Regions from separate parts of the Mus musculus genome. Here region 2 is linked to region 1. A link is a contact called in public promoter capture Hi-C data. All regions are on one chromosome and are shown on one strand. Each heading gives the region's core, a stretch centred on a gene start, on an enhancer-like site or on the middle of the called end of the contact. The rest is flanking DNA. Distances are from core to core; before and after follow the strand shown.

Region 1 (7,337 bases), core at 3,642-6,141:
CGAAGTGGAATTTTAGAAAGTTGGTTGGATGGTGTTTTGCTGGGTAAGCACATGAAGGAACATTTTGCTGAAGCAGACACAGGAGAGAGGATGTTCTGCTAAAGCAAAATCATGAAAGGACGTGTGATAAAGGATTATTTGCTAATGGCACACACGTATTGGTCCGACTTACACTGCGGAGTTGAGCTGCATTTGTCGGGACTCCATAGAGAGAAATGCACCAAAAAAAAAAAAAAAAAAAAAAAAAAAAAAAAACTTCTGGTGGTGTACTGTGGCTTCTTGTTGTTTCTCGGACTCGGGCTGATTGTCAGAAAGGGAGGTTAGAGATATTAAAAGATATTTAAGAATGATCATTAAAAGCAGGCTTTGAAAAAAATAAAGTTACAAAAGATTCTTCTTTAAAGAGGCTCATTGAATGATCTAGAAACATTTCTAAAAACAGAAAGTTACGCCTGAGCACTGAGTGCTGCAGTGGTTCTCAGCCTTCTCAATGCAGCACTTCATTTTGTAGTGACCCTAACCATAAAGTTATTTTTGTTGCTACTTAATTTTGCTAGTGTTAGGAATCATAATGTAAATACCTGTACTTCCGAAGGTCTTAGGCGACCCCAGGTGGAGAACCACTGTGTTAGAGTGTCGAACTGTTGAGAGAACTTACCTTCTGTATTTAATGATGCAGAGATGCACTATATTGCACGTTTGCTGGTAGATTCTGGGGTTCCTCAAGCTGGCGGCTGATGGAGTCATTAGATCAGGCTCTCTCAACTTCATTGCTTCTTTCTGTGCTGTGTTCTGCATATTTTATCTCAGACTAAGAAATCAGAAGATCTGAGCATGACAGTACCTGTGAAAGCAGAGTATGATATAGTAGATGCCTGTAAAAGCCAGCATGATATGGTCCATGCCTGTGAGAGCCGACCATGATATAGTCCATGCCTGTGAGAGCCGACCATGATATAGTCCATGCCTGTGAGAGCCGACCATGATATAGTCCATGCCTGTGAGAGCCAACATGATGTAGAATATGCCTGTGAGAGACGAGCAATCCTGGGAGTCAAGGCAGAGGCAGAAGTCTAGGCCAGCCTGGGCTACAAATAAAAATCCTGCCTCAAAGGAAATGAAAACTAACACTCACAGTCTCTTTTTCTCTCCCTCCCTCTGCCCTCCCCCTCCATCTCTGTAAGAGATAATACTTTGGTTATCATTTGGGGGGCGGGTTGAGACAGGGTTTCTCTGTATAGCCCTGGCTGTCCTGGAACTCACTTTGTAGACCAGGCTGGCCTCGAACTCAGAAATCCGCCTGCCTCTGCCTCTTGAGTGCTGGGATTAAAGGCATGCGTCACCACGCCCAACTTTGGTTATCATTTTTTTTAAGGTTTAGAAAAACTTTCCAGAAGGTTTATATAGTTTTCCTTCATTTCTTATTGAATAACATTGCCACACATGCCGATGCCGTTGCCTAAGTGATTAAAATTGAGCATCAGCTCAGTCTGCAGTTTCCTTTTCGTGATGGAGAGGTTCACCTGGTTATGCAAAGAAATGTGGACATGCCAAGCACGGCAGGATACACCTGTAGACCCAGGACTCAGAAAGGTGAAGGGTTATGCTTAGATGTGAAAAACTAAAAATGAATTCTGTATATGATCAACTTTCTTATCCACTGACATTGGAGCAAAATCTTCCCATTGACAGAGCTGTGTCCACAAACAGTTCACAGCCAGTGTTCAGACTGGGTCATCTGAAAGCAGGAAATAGCTACAAGAGCTTGTAGGCTCTCATCGTGCCTCTGAGGGGTAGCAGCACCCATGAAGTACACACACGTACCTACAGGCAAAGCACTGATACACATTAAATTAAGAAGGAAGGAAGGGAGGGAGGAAAGGAGGAAGGGAGGGAAGGAGGGAGAGAGGGAAGAAGGAAGAAAGGAAGGAAGGAAGGAAGGAAGGAAGGAAGGAAGGAAGGAAGGAAGGAAGGAAAAAAGCGAGCCAGGTGTGTGCCTTTAATCCCAGCATTTAGGAGGCAGAGGCAGGCAGATCTTATAATTTAGGCCAGCCTGGTCTACAGAGAGAAATTCTGTCTTGAGGGGAGGGGAACTGGGGGGCTGCAACATGGACATGAAAGATCTGCCTAAGGGCTTCAACTTTCAACCACGAGGTAGAAACTGATTGTCAGCAAACAGCGGCTAACTGGGCAAAAGAAAGGAAATAACTGTTTTATACATTGGCCCAGAGGAAACAGCATTTTGATTCCCAGTAGAAACAAAACAAAACAAAACAAAAACAAATGAAATAAAATGCTTGGTCACCATGGCTGTTTGGCTGAAAGGCATTTTTCCAGGAAAGGCCAAATCCAGCGAGGTGGCCTCACTGGGTCAGAGCTGGTATAAGGGAAAGAAAGCATTAGGCAGAGTATTTTATCCTGCTTTCTTCCATGAGCTCTCTCTCTCTCTTTTTTTTTAAAACTTATTTATTTATTTTATGTATATGAGTACACTACAGCTGTCTTCAGCTCCCTCTTCTGTGAGCCACCATGTGGTTGCTGAGAATTGAACTCAGGACCTCTGGAAGAGCAGTCAATGTTCCTAATCGCTGAGCCATCTCTCCTGCCCCTCCCATGAACTCTTGATACTGAGTCCTAGGTAGCTCTTAACTAATCCCTTAAACTCCTGTAAGGGCAATATTATTCCTGATAGTTTAGCCACAGGAGAAATTCTTAGTTATACTAATGCTTTCTCTAAAGTCCAGTTTCTACACATAGAAGGCTAATTTGCTTTCCATTGCTGTGGTTAAAACATCATGACCCAAAACAGCTTGGGAAGGTAAGGGTTTATTTGACTCACATGTCAGAGTCCATCATCAAAGGATGTCAAAGACAAGCACTCAGAGGCAGGAGCTGAAGCAGAAACCCTGCAAGAGCATTGCTTATTGGCTTGCTGTTCATGCCTTTTGTCTCATATGTGTTTATTGCTGTGAACAGACACCATGACCAAGGCAACTCTTTTTTTTTTTTTTAAAGATTTATTTATTATATGTAAGTACACTGTAGCTGTCTTCAGGCGCACCAGAAGAGGGTGTTAGAGCTCATTATGGGTGGTTGTGAGCCACCATGTGGTTGCTGGAATTTGAACTCAGGACTTTTGGAAGAGCAGTCAGTGCTCTTACCGGCTGAGCCATCTCGCCAGCCCCCAAGGCAACTCTTATAAAGACAACATTTATTTGGGGCTGGCTTGCAGGTTCAGAGGTTCAGTCCACTATCATCAAGGCCAGAACATGGCAACAGTCAGGCAGGCATGGTTCAGGAAGACCTGAGAATTCTACATCTTTATCTGAAGGCTGCTAGCAGAATACAGGCAGATAGAGTGAGGGCCTTAAAGCCCACACCCATTCGAGGCCAGCCTGGTCTACAGAGTGAGTTCCAGGACAGCCAGGGATACGCAGAGCAACCCTGTCTCAAAAAAACCAAACCAAACCAAACCAAACCAAACAAAACAAAACAAAAAAAACAAAAAACAAGAAACAAAAAACAAAAAAAAAAAAAAAAAGAAAAGAGGAAAGAGAAGAAAAGAAAAGAAAAGAGCCCACACTCACAGACATACCTACTCCAACAAGGCCACCCACACCTAATTGTGCCACTCCCTGGGCCAAGTGTACACAAACCATCACACTTTACCCAGCTTCCTTTCTTATACCACCAACCAGAAACACCTGGTTAAGGGATAGAATTGCCTACAGTGGGTTGGGCCCTTCCACATTAATCATTTAATCAAGACAATGTGCCTGTAGACTTCCCTACAGGCCAATCTGATGGATGCATGCTCTCAGTTGAAGTTTCCTCTTCCTGGATGTCTCTAGCTCGTGTCTAGTTTGTAGTCTCTAGACAGAGACCATGAGGAAGGTGAAGAATTCCACTACTAAGTGTATGCTTTTACAAGAACAACTTTGTTACAAGATAAGAAGAAAGTCTATTAAGACAAAATCTGAGGGGACTATCCTGAGTTAGAAGAATTTTACTACTCTTGCAGTTGCAAAGAGAAGCTAATAACACATTGTAAAATAAAAGCTAATTTGAGATGTCATGAGATACAGTAAAGATAAAGAAAATAGTTGTTGGTGGTGGTACTTGCCTTTAATCCCAACACTTGGGAGGCAGAGGCAGGCAGATATTTGAGTTTGAGGCTATTAGTCTACAGAGAGAGTTCTAGGACAGCCAGGGCTGTCTTGAAACACTCCCACTGTCTCTCCCCTCCCCCGCCAAAAAAATATAGGAAAAATATTATAGAGGGCAAGGAAAATATGTTTAATTTCAAGAAAAGTCCTTTCCAGAACCCTAAGGAGAGGATTACAATTCCCTAGTGGAATGGGTTTGGGATTCTTCATCCTCAAAGCAGATCCTTAGTGCACTCCAATTTCTTTTTAATATCTTTTGTTAGTATCTCCTAACAAAGTTGTCCTATTAAAGCATCAGTGGCTTCCTAAGACCAGAAACCAACAGCGTCTTTTGAGACTGTGCCGTCTACCCTTTCTGTAGTAGGTTTTTTTTAAAGATTAATCTATTTATTATATGTAAGTTTAGTGTAGCTGTTTTCAGACACACCAGAAGAGGGCATCAGATCTCATTATGGATGGTTGTAAGCTATGTGTTTGCTGGGATTTGAACTCAGGACCTTCAGAAGAGCAGTCAGTGCTCCTTGACAGAATCTCCAATACCCACCCCCAAATCAAACCCCCAAACTTGCAAACACCAGTGTCCTCTTGGTTTTCTTTGTACTTTGGTCACTGAACTTTCAAGCCTTCTGCCACACTTGGGCCCAATGCTGCTAGCATCCCTATCTCTAGTAAACATTCCTCAGGATGACTGGGTATCTTTGTCTGCATGCCCTGCAGGGATCTCAACCTTTGGATGTAGGCAGTTTATCTTTGACTCCACCTCATCCACAGCCTCCTGGGCCAGAAACCTGGGTGCCATTCTTACCTTCTCCCCCGCCTCCAAGATCAAGGTCAGTTATATTCTCTTAATTATACTTCAGAAATATTTCTGTCTTCAAGCCTCTTGTCCCTGGTCCCCAGTTATAGCCTTTGCCTACACTTTCATCGGTATTGATACCAGCAGTAGCTTACTACTTCTCTATGACCTCTAGCTTCTGCCATCTTCGTTCTACCTTTAGAACAGAGACCATCAGACCTAAAGATCCCTTTTTTCAGTAAAGGTGTGCACCACCACTAGGCTTTGCTTCTGTTTTTATAGTGCTGGGGATTAATGTAGGGTCTTTAGCATTAGAACAAGTGCTCAACCGCTGAGCTACACACTCCCAGGCCCCATTTTATGTAGCTGTGGTCAGGCCTGTATAAAGTGAAACCGCTAACAAAGAGAACCTTCGAAGCTATTCTGACATCAATGAAATTTGGTACCTAGTTTAAAACTAATGAAAACACCAGAACTCTCTAGCTGGGCAAAGATCCTTACTGATGATAACTCCTTGGTTTATCCAGATAGCTACTCACCATCTACTTTGGCAATGGTCTAAAAAGAAAAGAAAATTGCAATCTGAATAAGGGACTCTGATGAAGCACTAGGGGAAAAGACATGGGCAGAATTCAAGCATACTTTGTTGAAGCATCTAAAAGTGAAGAACTGACTGAAAACTAAGAAGAGTGTGTGTTTTGGCATTATTGAGGAAGGCCTGTTCCCATTGGTCAGAACCTGCACTTGTCTCAAAATAAGAGACGCGTGAGAACGTAGTGTCCTTTTATTTTGAGACGGGGTCTCTAAATAATCCTGGAAACTCACTCTGCAGACCATATTGGCCTCGCATTTACAGAGATTCTCCCGCTTCTCTGCGGAGTGCTGGGATTAAACGGATTAACCGCCTCCAAGCGATGATCCTATCTTGAACCATCGGAGGTTTGGAGTGCAGCATACGAAACGCGGAATTCCGGCTTCCAAAATTATCCCACGCTTCTCGACAGCTTCCCCGCGAGCTGTGACAGTGAGTTTAACGCGGTCTTTGAGTCATCAAGAATGTGTGTGATAAATACATTATTTTAACCCTCTCTCATCACTGCCTGTAGGATTTTTTTTTTTAAATAGGGAACACTAAATTCCTCGTGTTAGTGGCATCTCCTGCGCACTCTGGAGCGAAGCCCCCCTGCTTTTTCCCAGGCTGGGAAGATGCGCACAGGGGGTGCAGAAGCTTAGGGTCAGAGTAAGCGCTGAGCCAGGAGAGGGGGCGGGCACTTAGACCGCGTGCTGCAGAGTCCTCCGCCGTCCCAGCATTCCCTGCGTCCGGACCATCGAGCGCGGCTTCCGGCGTCGCTGGTGGAGGTGGGTGAAGAAGGAGCGGGCCCTCGCCGCTCGTTCTCGCTCCCTCTCTCTCTCTCTCTCTCCCTCTCTCTTTCTCGGGCAACATGGCGGGCGTGGAGCAGGCAGCGTCCTTCGGGGGCCACCTGAATGGCGACCTGGATCCAGACGACAGGGAAGAGGGAACCTCCAGCACGGCCGAGGAAGCCGCCAAGAAGAAAAGACGGAAGAAGAAGAAGGGCAAAGGGGCTGTGTCAGGTAAAGGAGTCGTGCTTTCGCCGTCCCTGCCCGGCATGGCCGAATGACTTGGCTCAGGCCCGCCAGGGGTGCCCGGGGGATGGGAACCGGGAGGGAGCCCTGGCCCTCGTTCAATCGTCAGGCCTGGCGGAGTGGCTGGCATGGCCAGCTTTCCGTGCCACGGCTCCTCGGTAATGGTGGGAGGGTGTAGGGGATGAGAGCGCCTCCGCTTCCCGAATGGTAGCGCTAGCGAGGGTCTCCGGGGCGCGATTTCAGCTCCCACGCAGACAGTGGCACGGACCTGAAACATGCACAGGATTCAGCTCCACCATCTTCGGCGCGGGTTTTGGACACCGCCTCGGAATCCCTTCCGACCCTAGTTGCGGCCTGGTTGCTGGACCTACCTATTTTGGTCCAGGGTTGGGGGTTGGGTATTGGAGCAGATTGCCGGGACGGTACGTCCTCCCCTTGTGTCATTCGCATGCATACTAGGGCTTCAGTTTTGGATTGCAGATTAGGGGGGGTTCGTCTCTGAGTCTCTGTCCTTACAGACAGCTCCTGTCACTGACCGTTGGGTGGTGGTGCAAAAATCTCACAGCATGCTCAACCTTTAGGGTTTGCAGGCCTGAATTTTGATGCCACTTGGCATGCGGTGCAGCCAGCGTAGTCTGCGATTATGAATGGATTTTCCCCAGCTAGTAATAACCTAGTTCCGTGGGTAAGGCGAGGACACAGCCGCATGTTTACAGTTGGACCACGTTAACCAGGAACATGTCTTATCTTGAGACGTTTTTGTTTCACAA
Region 2 (7,000 bases), core at 3,108-5,607, 120 kb before region 1:
ATTGGTATTTTTAAGTAAAACAAATATTTTAATTTTTCACTTCTAATTTCTGACATGATAAATGTCAATAAACAGCTATATAACAGAAGATGATCTTTGGTTTCTTCAGTTTTTTAAACTATAAAGGTTCTTTTATTTGAGGAGGGGGTAAATTGTTTATTTAGGGCTTGGGTTGATTTATTTATTTATTTTTTGAAACAGGGTCTCATGTAGCCCAGGATAGCATCAAACTTGCTTTGTTGCGAGCGCTGGCTTTGAACCCTTGTCCCTCCAGTCTCTGCCTCCCCAGTGCTAGGAATACAGGTTCACCCCATAGTGTTTGGCTTCACTGGATCTTGATTTTTTTCTCTTTTTAAATAAAATACCTTCTATTCTTTGATATTTTCACATATAAACAATGTATCATTTACACCCCAACTCACTCCTTCCTCTCCCCTAGGTCCCCCCAACCCTTTTATGTCTTCTTTGTTGTTGTTAGTAACACACTGGTTCAGTTAGTGCTGCCTGTCCAGTGTGACCCATCCTGTTGACTTGACCGTGCATAGGTAACTGCAGCTGCGGTGAGTTCGTGGGTACAGTGCTTGTGTTGTGGGGATCTTGATTTTGAGAGCCACTCATGAGAATGTGCTTTCTTGAGAGCTATCAACTAATATCTAGATTATTTAGCAGTTTAAAAGAAACAGAAAGAGCATGTTAGCCCCAAACATTTTTGAAGAATTAATGTAGGACTGGAAAGAGGGCTCAGTGGTGAAAGTACTTATTTCTCTTGCAGAGGACCTGGGTTAGGTTCCTAGCACCCAAGGGCACCTCCTAGTCATCTGCAGCTTCACTTCGCAGACATCCAGGTCCCTTTCTGGTGTCTGAGGGTTTCTGCACTTACATAGTACATATGAACTCAAGCAAGCACACACACACACACATACACATAAATTTAAAAATACATCTTTTTTTAAAAAATTAATGTAAAATAATAATTTCACTAAAAAATGTTTTCTGTGTTTTCAAACCATGCTACAAGGTCTATCTGGGCCAGTTCATCTTGGCTAACATTCAGTTACACCAAAAACGGTGTCTTTTCAATTGTATGTTATTATTTGAATTTTATATTTTCTTTTGGCTCAGAAGTTACTGAAGCATAAAAGTAAAAATAAAGCTGCAATCTAGAATGCTGTGATAAATATAAAGAGTAGAGCCTTGGTGTTCGTGCAGGATCTGGGTTCATATGTGAGCAGAAGTGGTATGATTTGCACTGCCAATCACAAGTAGAAAACCACAAAAATGAAGTATATAATAGGAAACTCTAGGAATTTCATCTATAGATGTGTCCTCTCTCCCACCCGCTAAGCTTCTTCTCAGAAGAAAAGCTGGTCTCAGCAGAGACTATAACTGGCAGAGGAGGCAGTAAGTTAGGGCCATTGGGCCAGATTCTCTCCATCTTGTTTTTTGTAAGGACTGCTGTACAAAGAATGGTTTTCCTTTTTTAAATTATCAGAGAAAGTATCAAAATGATTCTATTCTGTAACATGAAAGTGGCAGGAATTCCTGATTTCCCTGTGGATAAAGTTCTGTTGGGTCATAACCACACTCCTGGGTTTGTGTCCATTGTTTCTGATTGCTTTCACTCTGAAGCATTGGGCTTGACTCTTCTACCAGAGACCATATGGCCTGCAACTCTAGAGTAACTGCACTTTGATCCATCTTATTTATTATTCTTGCCCCTGGGAGTTCTTGTGAAGAAAAGGTTCTAAAAACAAGTTAGGGGTTTTGTTTTTTTAATATATAAACTTTTCAAAAGATGAAGCCAAACAATATGCTAGTGTTCTTTTGGCACCCTGAAGTCAAAGCAGAGTAGGGCTCATAGCTCAACTTGAAAAGCACTCTTTCAATAAACAGTATAGGCGATTTTAAAAGGAACCATTTGGAAGTTGGAGTTATAGCTTAGTTGATAAAGTGCTTGCCTGTCACTGGGTTCTGTTCCCAACACACAAACTACCGGAAACAGCAGGAGGGTCAAGGTCATTCTTTTCTCTATAGCAAGTTCAGGCCAGTCTGTGCTACAGGAGACCCTGTCTTCATAAAAAAGCACACACTACAAAGCCAGTGACAGCTGAAGGTGAGTGTGATGGTGCATGCTCATATTCTAGCACTAGGGAGTTCTAGGCCCACCAGCTAGTGCTGTATTAGAAAGCCCTTGCATCAAAGAAAATTAACCATATGTACTGTTGGAAATTTAACAGTTGAATAAGGAAATAAGAAACCCTTTTCTTTATACTGTTTAAGATATTTTTCTTAAAAGTGAAATGAAAAAGCCTTTGTCTCATGTTCCCAGTCTTGCACACTGGGTTCCATCACATTCAGAACTCAAGAATAGAATCCAAAGGAAACTGACGCTAAGTTAGGCATCTCTCCTGTTTGCATAACATCTCACACAGTTCTGTAATTGTCTGTTTTCTCTGGATAAAGCTTCTTTAGTGTCGTCTTCATTTAGACCAGTGGTTCCCAACCTTTCTAATGTTGCAACCCTTTAATACAGTTCCTCATGTTGTGGTGACTCCCAACATAAAATTATTTTCATTGCTACTTCATAATTGTAATTTTGCTTCTGTTTTGAATTGTAGTGTAAATATTTGCATCTCCCTAAGGTCTTGGGTAACCCCTGTAGAAGGGTCATTCAACCCCCAAAGGGGTCACGGTCTAAAGGTTGAGACTGACTGATTTAGAGAGCTAATAAAATGTTTCTCAGTGCTCATTTACTGTAATATTTCAGAGTGTTGGCTTTGTGGTCAAATTCTTTATTCAGTCCCATCCTTCTGGCTGAGTAGATATGTTGTATCATCTAGATAAGGGAATAACATTAATAATGATACATTGAGAATGCCCCATAGAGCAGTCAGTGAGATAGGACAAGTCAGATACTTAAGGTTTTGTCACAAAGTTTGTTGTGTCAAAGTTGTCTGTAGCAAATGAGTGACTCATGCAAACCCAAGTCAAACCTTTCCTGGAGCTCCTTTGTCTGCCAGGCGCATGCCTGACAGTAACAGTTACTGCCAAAGAGGGCTATGCCCTAAAAGGACGTTTTCTGGCTCTGTCAGTTCTATACAGACCCTCCAGTAGCAACAGCCAGAGCTCCAATGAAAAAAATTAGCTCCTTCCACCTGCCCCTGAGCCAGTGGTTCATTTGGCCCTTAAAAACATTTCCTTGAGCTGGAGGGATGGCTCAGCAGTTAAGAGCAATGACTGCTCTTCCGGAGGTCCTGAGTTCAATTCCCAGCAACCACATGGTGGCTCACAACCATCTGTGATGGGATCTGATGCCCTCTTCTGGTGTGTCTGAAGAGAGCAGTGGTGTACTCATATACATAAAATAAATAAATAAATCTTTAAAAAAACAAAAACAAAAAGCTCTTTCCTTGCCCTGACCCTCTGAGAATGTCCACCATGGCACATGAGCACCCAAGATTTCCATCCTTTGCTGTTGCTGAGTAAACTAGAGTGCATTTGGAGAGTTTGTGTCTCTCTTCCCTACTTTAGCTGGCAGCTCTGTTGCTGGTTTTGGAGCTGTGTCTCTAACACTGATTGACAGGTTTTTTTTTGTTGTTGTTTTTGTTTTTTTTTTTTCCAGACAGGGTTTCTCTGTGTAGCTCTGGCTGTCCTGGAACTCACTCTGTAGACCAGGCTGGCCTCAATCTCAGAAATCCACCTGCCTCTGCCTCCCAAGTGCTAGGATTAAAGGCATGCGCCTTTTTAAGATGGGTATCTCAGCTGGGCAGTGGTGGCCCACGCCTTTAATCCCAGCACTTGGGAGGCAGAGGCAGGTGGATTTCTGAGTTCGAAGCCAGCCTGGTCTACAGAGTGAGTTCCAGGACAGCCAGGGCTAAACAGAGAAACTCTGTCTCAAACAAACAAACAAACAAAAAAACCCAAAAAACAAAACAAAACAAAAAAAAAAAAAGATTTGCGTATCTCATGGAATGGAATCAAGGCTTTTAAAAAATGTGTTTATTTTTTGTGTATGGATGTTTTACATGACTGTCTGTTTACCAAGTGCATGCTTGGTGCCTGTGGAGGAGAAAAGAGGGTGTCAGATCCCCAAGAACTGGAGTTAGTTATGGACAGTTATGAACTGCCACAGTGGGTGCTGGAGCCAAACCTTGGTCCTCTGCAAGAACACAAGTGCTCTTAACTGCTGGGCCTTTTCTCTACCCACCTCAAAGTTTATTTGTTTTATATATGTGTGTGTGTGTGTGTGTGTGTGTGTGTGTATTTGCTACTCATCTAAGGTAACTTCCTCCATAGATTTCATCTGATAGTAACAGTGTGTTTCTGTTTAATGGAATTGGGATGACTTGGTATTGCATAACAAACTTTTTCTGGGGAGAAGTCAAACACTTGTCTACTCACCCCAGACATGGGGCCCAGGACAGACCAAAATACAGATACCACTAAAATCCAACTTGGTGAAGCAGTGAGTTTTATTGGAGCTACAGGAATACAGGTGAGGGGTCACTTACAGGAGCAGGAATGACTCAAAGACAGCTGCATCACCAAAACCCACCCCCAGGACTGGTGACAGCTCACAAAGCTGGGAGCCTGGAGCAGGCTGCACAGCTTGCAGGCGGCTCAACAAGTTGGGAGAGTGTCCTTTCCAGGTGCCTCAGGTGCTTTAAACCTCTTCCAAACACCACAGCTTCTGCTTCTCCGACAAGTCTGATCTCAAGATGTTCTTTGTAGCTTAGCTTGTCTGAGAGTCTTCTTTGTAGCTCAGCTTTGTCTGAGAGTCTCAGCTTTAATTTCATTCTCTGGCAGGGAGGGGTCTAGTGAGTTTGATCAGTTTCAGGGTCTTCCTGAAGATGTTTTGAGTTGTTTATCTCCCTGAGTAAAGAGCTTCCCTGTAGGGCAGAATGTCTCAGTCTTGGAGGAAACAGGTACACAACACTTGGGGCCAGGGACGGGATCTGTCCCTTAACCTATGCCCGTCTCCCCCCCACCAACCCCCCCATAACTTACAGAAAGATATATGCCTGGATTCTTCTAAATGCTTCCTGGGTTTTTTGTTTGTTTTTGAGACATAGTCTCACTATATAGACCATGCTGATTTAAAACTCAAGAGATTATGCCTCTGCTTTTGCTTCTGCCCCTCTGTCCCTCTACTTCTCAAACATGGAATTAAATGTATGTAGGGATCTCTCTGCATTGAATATAAGTATCCTGTTTTTAGGTGAGACAACTGAAGTAACCATGGCTTATAAATTGTCACAGATTATTTATCTAGTGACAGTCAAGAGTTGGAATTTGAACCTAAACTTTGCTTCCAGAGTTACCTTATTTTAATTTTTTTATTTGTTGTCAGACAGGATCTTAACAAGTGACCCAGACTGGCCTTCAACCTCCTCAATTCTGAGAATATGGGGGTGTTCTGTCACTCCCATCATAAGATGCTTGTATTTTTAACCACTGTAATCTCATGGATTGTTTGGTTTTTAAAAAAAAAAAAGTCTCACTCTCGTATCTGGCATTGCCTAATATGTTGAGTGAACTTGCGTTTTTAAAGGAACTTGAGTTTTGCTTGTAGTGTCAAGCATGGTGGGTAATGTGCATATTAGTGCTAAAGAAAGTGTTATCTACAACATTACACATAATATTATAATGAATATATTTAGGTTTTCTTGGCTTTAAGTAATTACTGTTTCACTGTAGGACCTCTTAGCAATTAACAATAGCCAGCACTGCCTATTTTAGAATGGTTTACTTAAAGACAACAAAAATTTGGATTAAAAAATTGCTTAAGAAATCTTTTTATAAATCTAAGCTCATTTTTCTTGCTGGTGCTCACTCAGAAAAATGTGTGTCTGTTTAGAGCTTTTCCTTTTTGGGTCTTTGTATTGCGTGTTGGTTGATTTATTGGTGTTCGATGGCATTTTGCTATAGCCGATCATACCAGTCCTCATAGGAAAGGCCATGAAAAAATGTGATAGAAGCTGGTACTCAGGTGTGATTTTTGAATTTGATCCCAAAACTTTTAAAATATTAGTGATCTTAAGATTCGATTCATTTCCTGTTTCTTTCAGAATTCTCCACTTTACCAGTACCTACAGGATTTGGGACACACAGATTTTGAGATATGTTCTTCTTCGTCACCAAAACCAGAAAAATGCTTGACAACAGAGGGACCTCAGCCGCCTCCCACCAGAGTCCTACAGAGAGTAAGAAGCATGCTTGTGTTTCGTGGCTTTATCATTCTTTACCTTAATGATTACTGAAACTGTCTTCTGGGGCAAAGACGGAGCTCGGTGGTACAGTGCTCGCCTAGCATGCACAAGGGCCTGAGTTCAGTTCTCCCTCACAGACAGTGTAGATCTGTGAGAGGAATGTCAGTCCTTATTGCTTATCTGGAACTTTTTTGTGGATAATTTATATGAAGTGAAATAAAAATGATTTGAGAAATAAGACATATTTTAAGTATTGAAATTATCTGGAGGACCAAAGAAATATACTAAAATCCTCGTTAGAACTTTGCCAGTAGTAGTTCTCTGTCAAGTGCTGTGTTCATAGGATCCTTCCACTGGGAGTCCCGGGGACTGAGCTCAGGTGCTCCTTCTTGGTAGCAAGGTGCTTTACTGGCTGAGGCGTCCTGCCATCTGGGGGTTCCTTGTCGTATGGGTGCTCTGGTTTAAATATGTCCCTTGTTTACACCACATAAATATTCATTTTACCACTGAGTTGTACACACACACACACAGCCCTACAGAGTCTGGGGGTGGGGAGGAGTCTTAGTTAGGGTTACCATTGCTCTGAAGAGATACCATGGCCAAGAAAGCTCTTATAAAGGACAACATTTAATTGGGGCTGGCTTACAGTTTCAGAGGTTCAGTCCACTATCATCATGGCAAAAAGCATGGTAGTGTGCAGGCAGACATGGTTTCGGATGAACTGAGAGTTCTACATCTTGATCTGAAGGCGGTCAGGAGAGGACTGTCTTCCACTAGGAGCCAGGGAGAGG

Evidence for each region. Promoter capture Hi-C pulls out the DNA fragments that hold promoters and counts their contacts.
Region 2: a contact with region 1 is called in a promoter capture Hi-C map of liver, with 2.0 times the contacts expected there. The contact joins the enhancer-like site here to the promoter of Metap2 in region 1. A contact is called at or near these places in 2 of 39 promoter capture datasets (the 3T3-L1 cell line and liver), 4 of 484 Hi-C or Micro-C datasets (embryonic stem cells, liver, nephron progenitors and 1 more), 1 of 115 datasets of contacts at active chromatin or transcription factors (craniofacial prominence) and 3 of 9 other capture datasets (adipose tissue, liver and pancreatic islet).

Annotation. Positions count from the first base shown.
Region 1 is chr10:93,888,756-93,896,092 of GRCm38.p6, reverse strand. It overlaps Metap2 (methionine aminopeptidase 2), which reads left to right and starts at 4,891. Exons shown (of 12, transcript NM_019648.3): 1 at 4,891-4,996; 2 at 5,819-6,555. The coding sequence starts at 6,405.
Region 2 is chr10:94,006,163-94,013,162 of GRCm38.p6, reverse strand. It overlaps Vezt (vezatin, adherens junctions transmembrane protein), which reads left to right. Exons shown (of 12, transcript NM_172538.5): 2 at 6,069-6,203. Among named protein-coding and RNA genes, the nearest start is that of Vezt, 26 kb to the left of the region's middle. Within about 2 kb of position 4,357, at least 7 of the 459 cell types and tissues checked have an H3K27ac peak or open chromatin away from gene starts, as enhancers often do. A contact at or near this core is called in liver, where this site is marked.